Linked DNA regions of Xenopus laevis: region 2 is linked to region 1. Evidence: chromatin contacts called from public Hi-C data. All regions are on one chromosome and are shown on one strand. The core of a region is the stretch at or near the end of the contact, and the rest is flanking DNA. Distances in the headings are between cores, read along the strand shown.

Region 1 (4,155 bases), core at 933-3,432:
GTTCTCCAGCTGTTTTTTAAGCATTTTTTCTGTCATCCTCAGCCAACAACCTTCTGTTAAGGATACTCTCACATTGGTCTAACTTTAACTGTTTTATAACCAAATATATTTTGGAATGTGAACATAGAAAAAGAACAGTAACTCTAGGGGTCTTGGTTATAAGGTAAGAACCTGACTATATTGTTAGTCTGCTAATGGGGCCTTGAACACTAAAAATGGGGGGACTGTTATAAAAGGTGCAAAGTTTGCTCTAGTATAGTAAACCAACCTATACGATGTTTTAATTAAAACAGGTGAACAATAAATACTCTCTGCTGATTCATTGCTATAGTTTGCTTGACCTATAAATAAAAACTTTGCAACTTTTATTACATTTCCCCCCAATAACTGAAAACCCGTTGTGCTAAAAGTTCCCTTTTGCAGATGGGAGATTTTGCATGGACTTCTTTGGTGCAAGAACTCATTACATGCCTGCAAATGTATTTGAAATGATGTGAAGCATCGACCGGTTAAAATGTGATTTTCTGTTAATGCACAAAAACAGACATTTAGAAAAGAAACGTACTTAGCATTACTCATTTTGTCCTCGTCCGAAAGATTTTCCCTTTTCACCATTTCCGGATTAATGGCTTTTGGTTCAATGGCATCAATTAAATCCAAAACAGGAAGGCTTGTGCTAATGGATGAATCCTAAGAGATATTATATTATTAATATTTTGTCCTGTAGCTGTAACTAAATGTAACCTTTAATGGGTTTACATGGTAAGATTAGGTGATTGCTAAGGAAGGTCTTGACCCCTAACCCTACCACCCTATATATGGCCGCTCAGACAATGGCACCCAGAGTTAGACTTGCAACTTGCAGCTGTGCACGCATCGTTCTTGTAGCCTTGCACCAAACCATTACTAGAATTACATATATAATATCCAACCGTCCTTGTCAATATTGTAACTATATTGTTAGCTAAAAATGTACAGTATGTAAAGCATCAGATAAAATATGGTATGCCCCTGTTGTTATTTTTCGAGCCAGAGCATGCCTAGAATAAAACAGTATTTGCTGGGTGTTCCTGACAGCATTTAACTAATGTGGAGTCTTGGGCCCCAGTTTGGGAGTACAGTACAGTTACATCTAGCCCCACTGTGGCCATATTGCCTGAATAAGTTGAATGAATAAAATGCAAATCATGAGTACTGTGCATGAACCTACAATGCAGGGCTGGCACCAATATGTTTAGATTTAACCTGGTTAAAAGAAAACTTATAATCGATGAATATACTGAAAAACTCAATACATACAGCAGCCATCGTCTTTCATGAAGCTGACTGTAAGCAATGAGGCTATAATAAAAACATTTCTGTTTTGCCTTTTTACAGTAATTGTTGTGGTAAATATAAATAATGACAGTTAATTGAAAGAGCAAAAGGAAAGGGAATTATACATAAACATCATTGTAGAGCATGCACAGATCTCCATCTACTGTGACCACATAACTCTGGGATAATTGCTTCAAACTCCAACCTGAACTCATCAGGCCCCTCCTTCTTCTGTATTACATTAGTTATGATGGGCTTGTGTCTTTCTATATTATCACTTGAATGTGAATGTGTTGTACAAGTGCAATTTAAGAAAAAATGGATTCCATAAGTTGTGAATTAGTTGTAGTAGTAGTTTTTACAGGTGCTAAGTCACCTTCCTTTCAAAGCAGTAGTTTTGTTATAGCTGAGATACCTTCTGTTATAATTATATAATGATAATTGGCAGGGTCAGATCACTTTCACCCATTGATAAATACGCCTTTCAAAATCCCATAGAAATGAATGGAGAGCTGCAGAATTTCACTCTAGTGGCGGAACTTCACTCTTTGATAAATTTACCCCATTGTGTTTTTGCCGCGACCAGCTGGTCAGGGTGTGGATCTGGGCTGGCGGGACCCATAATAGACGGGGTCCCACCAGGTTTTTTTCCCAGTGTCCCGCCCTCCCAGTCCGACACTGATAACTGGTACTAATAGTCAGGGTCAGACTGGGCTAGCGGGACACCGGGAACAAACATGTGGGCCCCACCGACCCAGTCCTGCTCCCTACCCTGGAGCTGAACTCTTACTTCCCTCAATTGCAGCTGCAACAAAATAAAAAAATATATGCCTGGGGGCCGGAGGGGGGCCCAAAGGCAGAGGGGGGCTCAGTGGCATAGGGGGGTTGCAACTGGAGCCAGGAGGCTAAAGGCAATTGGGGTTGCGACTGGGATAGGGTTCCTAGAGGCATGTGTGGGCCCCTGAGGCGGCAGCCTCGGTGGGCCCTGGACCCCCCAGTCAAATGCTGCTAATAGTTAGATGTACATACAAAAATGAAACAGAAATAACATCCTGGTATGGTAGTAAAAGTAAGTAATAGTTTAAGGGTATGGCACAGCAGGCCTCTGGACAGCAGTGGTGAGAAAGTGTAGTTTAGGAGAGTCTAATCATAAAGCTACTGAAGGACTTTATCACTACAGAATAATAAAAAAGCAGCATCAAGATCCATAAAATCATTGCAAAACCTCAAGGGAGCATTTCTACATACAAGTTCAGCTTAGGGACAGAGCTACAGTATACTCCTTTGGGTCTATTTAATAAAAGGAAAAAAACAGTCTAGATTGCAGATCATTCTGAGGGTGTTGTGGTTATGTTGGGAGTGATTTAACTCTGCTTATAAAGTAGTGGTAACCCGATGGAACCGTGCTATTATGTTCTTTGTTTTAGAGATTGAATCACTGAGATATTTAATTATTTTTCATATTAATATGAATATTATTTCATATTTTATTATTGTGGAAATTATATTAACATGCAAGAGGAGGGTGAAGAAGTGAGTCAAGATAAACATTGCAAGGAAATTACTTGCTTATATAGGTATTCTTTCCTTTTTTCCCTTTTTGTGATTGTCATTCTCAATACTTGGTACACTGCTATGGGCTATGGCCCTGTTTTCATTTATTATATGGGTGGTGCCTATAATAACGTGACATTTTTAACATTGTAAATAATGTGTGGATTTTTCAATAAATAAAAGGCTGATAATGGTTCAGTTACAGGTTTACAGAATAGTATTTAACAATTACCTTAAAGCTGTTGATTAAAGTTTTCTTGTATGCACCAGCCAGAGTTTCATTCACCCAAGCGATGATGATTTGGTCGTCTATTTTTTGTCCTCCTCCCAGATCAGATAAAACAATTAGTGTGTACCTAATGAGAGAAATTAAGATTCACTTGCAATTTAAGACAAACAAGTGTGGCTTATCAAATGGCTTGGCAGTATGCCTACAAACATTAATTTACAGCTCATGTAGCACTTCAGGTATGGAAACTGTCATCCAGAATGCTCGGGACATGGGGTTTTCTGGATAACAGATCTTTCTGTAATTTGGGTATTCATACCTTAAGACTAGAAAATCATGTAAACATTAAATAAACCCAATAGGCTGGTTTTGCCTCCAATAAGGATTAATTATTTCTCAGTTTGGATCAAGTACAAGATACTGTTTTATTATTACAGAGAAATGGAAATAATTTTTAAAAATTTGGATTATTTGGATAAAATGGAGTCTATGATACATAGACTTTCTGTAACTTGGAGCTTTCTGGATAACAGGTTTTTCTGGATAATGGATCTCATACATGTACCAAATAAAGGAACTACTAGATTTCCATATTATGTCTGGCAAATTTGAAACAAATAGCTGTACTTTTGCCCAAATGTTATTTATGATTATTACCCAGTAACTTTGTATGATCTCGCAAACCTGGATAACTAGTTTGGCTACATTTGTAAAGTGCGGGAAGTAATTTTATGTATCACCTTATAGTATAATGTATTATTTATTGTTTCAATAGATTTATTCTTTTCCATAACTTGAGATTTCTATTAGGGATGCACCAAATCCACTTTTTTGCATTCGGCCGAACCCCCGAATCCTTCGTGAAGGATTCGGCCGAATACCGAACCGAATCCGAAATCCATGTTTTGTGATGAAAAGTCACATGATTTTAAAGATTCGGATTCTATTCGGCCAGGCTCAAGGATTCGGCCCAATCCTGCTGAAAATGGGCGAATACCGAACCGAATCCTGGATTTGGTGCATCCCTAGTTTCTATAAAATTTCCAACATTCCAG
Region 2 (4,155 bases), core at 869-3,368, 94 kb before region 1:
TTCACTGCTCTGCCCAACTGGACCCATGCAGGACTCGTACTCGTACCTTGTGCACAAATTACAACATCATGTGATGATCCACCCAGCCATTGCCACTTACTGTATATGGAAGCCCTGCCCATAACACACACAACCAATCCAACACCTCTCACAAGCCCTGCCCCATAACAGCCCACTGATAGCACCCCTGTTACCCAGCCAGGGTCGGACTGGATGATTCGGGGTCCACCAGGTTCAAAACCTCTGGGGGCCCTCACGTTGCGCATGCGCGAACAACGACGTCACGTATTCACGTAGGCCTGTATTTTTTTTTTTTAAGGACCAGCCAATCAGGGAGCGGGTCTGGGCCGGGGCCCATCGGGTTTTTTCCTGGGGACCCGTCGGCCCAGTCCGACCCTGTCCCCAGCATTGTATGATGTTTTTATTGTATGGCACTTTGTGCATGTACTGTTACTGCTCATACCTTTAACCTTGTTCAACTGTATGGTTTATTGGTTATTTTTGCATGTATTCTGTATGTTCATTGTATCCACCCATTTATTGTACATCTCTGTGGAATATGTTAAAGCTATAAATACCTGCTAACAAATAAAGCAAACACAATGTTGTAAGTATATAGGGATTACAGGGACAGTCTTTGTCTATATCTGTTTGCAACAGAATGCAAGACATTTGACACTATAGTTGCTGTTTTTGGTAAAGGATGCTCTTTGGTTGACAATTTTGGCATTTCCATGATTTTGCGGAAATAGAAATCAAAGCACACGCCATTGTGGCTTATTTCCCCTAATTGTGAATAGTTCCTATGTAGTTTGTGCAAACGGAAGTTATTATCCCAAAAAAAAAACCCCACAGATATCTGCAGCTCTAGGTAATAATCCTGTATGCCATTATACACAGATTCAGATTGATCTGCCAGAGCACCAGAGAACCAGAGAATCTCCTGGTGGTTCGGGCCCTAATTGGCCCCAGAGTAGGGAAGCTTCCATCAGCTTTTATTGCCACCATAGATCTGCAAATAAATATATATCAGTTAACACTGAATATGTCTAGTCTTTGGGAGACTGGGTCCTTAAAATCAGATTCTTTAATGAACCCTAGAATGCCCAGCCTGATACATTACAGGTATAGGGTCCATTATCCTAAATCCCGCTTTCCAGAAAGCTCCAGTTAAGCCATCTCCCATAGAGTCAATTATAAGCAAGTAATTATAATTTTTAAAAATGATTTCCTATTTTTCTGTAATAATAACATTACCTTCTACTTGATCCCAACTAAGATATCATTTGTTCTTATTGGAAGCAAAACCAGCCTATTGGATTTAAATAATGTTTCAATGATATTTTAGTAGACTTAAGGTACGGAGATCCAAATTACAGAAAGATCCCTTATCAGAAAACCGCAGGTCCCAATTATTATGCCTGAACATGTTTGCTTGGTGCTGGCAATCATCACTGCAGTTCTGTTATCCTTAAGGTGGCCATAGACGTATAGGATCTCTCCCCGATATGCCCACATTGAGGTTGGCGATATCGGGCTGATCCGATCGTGGGCCCACATAAACGCACAGATGCGACTGCAATCCGACAGGATTTTTTAACCTGCCCGATCTGTCGACTTTCGGTCACATATTGATCGGGGAAGCCCCACACATGGGCCAATAAGCAGCCGACTCGGGGGCCTTTAGACAAGGAAATCCCCTTTGTCTTTATATCAGTTTCTCATCAGCAGAACAAGATGTGACTCCTGACTTCCTACTGGAAAGCTACTGTAGTTGTACTAAGTGAAAAGCCTCTACAGAAAGCACCTCTTAGGCAGAGAAATAATTGCAATACTTTGAGAAAGTTCTGAGATACTTTTTCCCATATGATATAGCCAAAGGGCAGTCAGTTACAGTACAAGGCACATTGAAGAGGAGACAGCTAGCAGCATTACCCAAATAAATTGACTATAGGAATAAATAACAAGCAGGGCAGCATTGTGTGGGAGACCAACCTTTGCAATATTACATGCCCACAGGTGTGAAGGAGTTAATGGCAACATTTGAAAGAGAAGTGAAGGGGGGAGGAGAGGGGAGGATCAGATTTTAGGGAGAAACAGATCCCCTCCTCCTGAGTACTGCAAGAACAAATGGGATATTCATCAGGAGTCTGTTAGTGCCAAGGAGCCTCCCAGAGGAGAATGAGTCTGGCGATCTTCTTTATAAAGCCCAGGCAGCCTCTGTGCTACTGAGTCGCACTGGGATCGCTGCTGCTGCTGCTGCTCAGACATGAACTGCTTCCCTGGCTCCCTCCTCCTCCTCCTTCTGCTGCTGCTGCCATATGGCATCTCAGGGCAGCAACCCAATGAGAGGTAAGGGGCTCTGCGGGTGGTGGGCATCACTGATAGACCCTTGGAATGGATAAATGTTTTTATGCCCTACATGCAACAACCCATCCCATTAATCTAATACTAAATACATATATATGCTGCCCCTCTCTATCTCCTTGGTGCTATGTTGGGAACACGTGAGTGGCTGTATCTAAGGATGGACCTTTTGCACTGGCCCTTTCTTAAACATTTCCCATATATACCCCATTCCCCTTTGGTACAGTCACATAATTCTTCATTCTGTCTTATGGTAAATTAAGATTGGGCTGAGTGGAGCATTTGCCCTGCCCCTTGTTCATTTCAGGGGATGAGTTCAATGTGCAATTAAGATTGTTAGCCATTGTTACTAGACATATCAGATATGTAGTGAGCGGCAGCTTTTATTAAGCCATCAAAAGCCCAAGCCAATCAGCCAATCAGACCTTAAAACAGTCTACAGACTTAAAGCCTTGGCCCCCCTTTGCTGTATAACATTTGGTGCCCCGCTGAAATTCATGATACTAATATTCATTTTCCTATATATCAAGGTATTTACAGGATGGCATATAAGTATTTACCCTCAGGCTTCATCCTTATTGACCTTCAGACTGGGCCCCTATAGGGGAGCCACAGTTTGAGAACCACTAAGCTAAATTATAAGCCTACGTGCATTTGTTTTTCTACTCCAGAACAGAGCCAGCCAGGGCTACATTGCCAAATGGCCAGGGAGGTCTCAGTGCTGGTGGGAATCAGATAGCATGTAATTAGTGGCCCATGCAGTGCAACTGTTGAAATAAGCAGAACAGTAAATGGAGCTAAAAACAGCTCACCTACTACTTTGCAAACCACATAGAACTGCTGCAGAATCTCACGTGCAACCAGCTGTATTCATTCATAGACCTCCATTTATTATGCAGCACATTTCTTGTGGCATTTACTGTAACCTAACTCCCAACATTTCTTCTTGTAAGAGGTAAATTTCGTGTAAAGTGTTATGGGTATTGGTGAAAAAGTAATTTTGCTGTAGGGGGTGATCTAGCGTATAATTGGTATTGTTCTACGTTTTGCATGTTTTGGAATGTGCTCTTATATAATACAGGGTAATGGGTTAATTTGTGCACATAATGCCCAGCGGATGGGAAAGATGTGACTAATTTGCTTGCGTAGAAGGACACATTGCTGGATTCATGTGCCTGTATCTAATTCTTTCCTTTGCACCAGCATGCTGTATTAGTCAGATTTTGGCTTTTCGTGTTAGTGTGGAGTAGCAATGGGGCATTCAAGGAACATACAGTATATCCTCTCCAAATGCTCACAGAATTATTTTAGATGTAGTTTTATTTTGTTTTCTTAGTAGTGGGCTATTACTGTTCCAACTTGGTTTGATCTTTTCCATGGTTATACTTTACCTTTAGTTATCCAAACTCTTACTTATAGAAAATCTACTGGCTTTTGTAAATTGATATGTAGGCTAATGGTACAAATAGCTGCAAGGTTGAACAGCAATGCTATAACAGATTTACAAACATGAGATACGTTCTGTATATGGCAGACAGTGGTCATCTCTGTAAGCACATGGTGATCAAAAACCCTTTGTGGTATAGCATTTAATGTGGTGCTGGCCTCTTTAGATGGGACCTGGAATCGTAACAGGGGGTGAAGGAGGCAAATTTGGTGACAATGCTATATGTCTTCCATGTTGTTCATAGAAGCACAGACTGTATGATCACTGGTTCATGTGTGGACCCTCCACTGATCAGTAAATCAGCAGCAGTAAATCCAACTAAACAATGACCAGATAGACAG

Evidence for each region. Hi-C and Micro-C count contacts between places; a contact is called where the count stands out from the background.
Region 2: a Hi-C map of the XL177 cell line shows a contact between it and region 1, with 2.2 times the contacts expected there. The contact joins the promoter of pcolce2.L here to the enhancer-like site in region 1. A contact is called at or near these places in 2 of 4 Hi-C or Micro-C datasets (the XL177 cell line and the XTC cell line).

Annotation. Positions count from the first base shown.
Region 1 is chr5L:127,958,913-127,963,067 of Xenopus_laevis_v10.1, reverse strand. It overlaps pls1.L (plastin-1), which reads right to left. Exons shown (of 16, transcript XM_041563386.1): 14 at 3,104-3,227; 15 at 566-690. Among protein-coding and RNA genes, the nearest start is that of trpc1.L, 9.5 kb to the left of the region's middle. Within about 2 kb of position 2,182, at least 1 of the 7 cell types and tissues checked has an H3K27ac peak or open chromatin away from gene starts, as enhancers often do.
Region 2 is chr5L:128,053,020-128,057,174 of Xenopus_laevis_v10.1, reverse strand. It overlaps pcolce2.L (procollagen C-endopeptidase enhancer 2), which reads left to right and starts at 2,118. Exons shown (of 9, transcript XM_018263818.2): 1 at 2,118-2,352. The coding sequence starts at 2,270.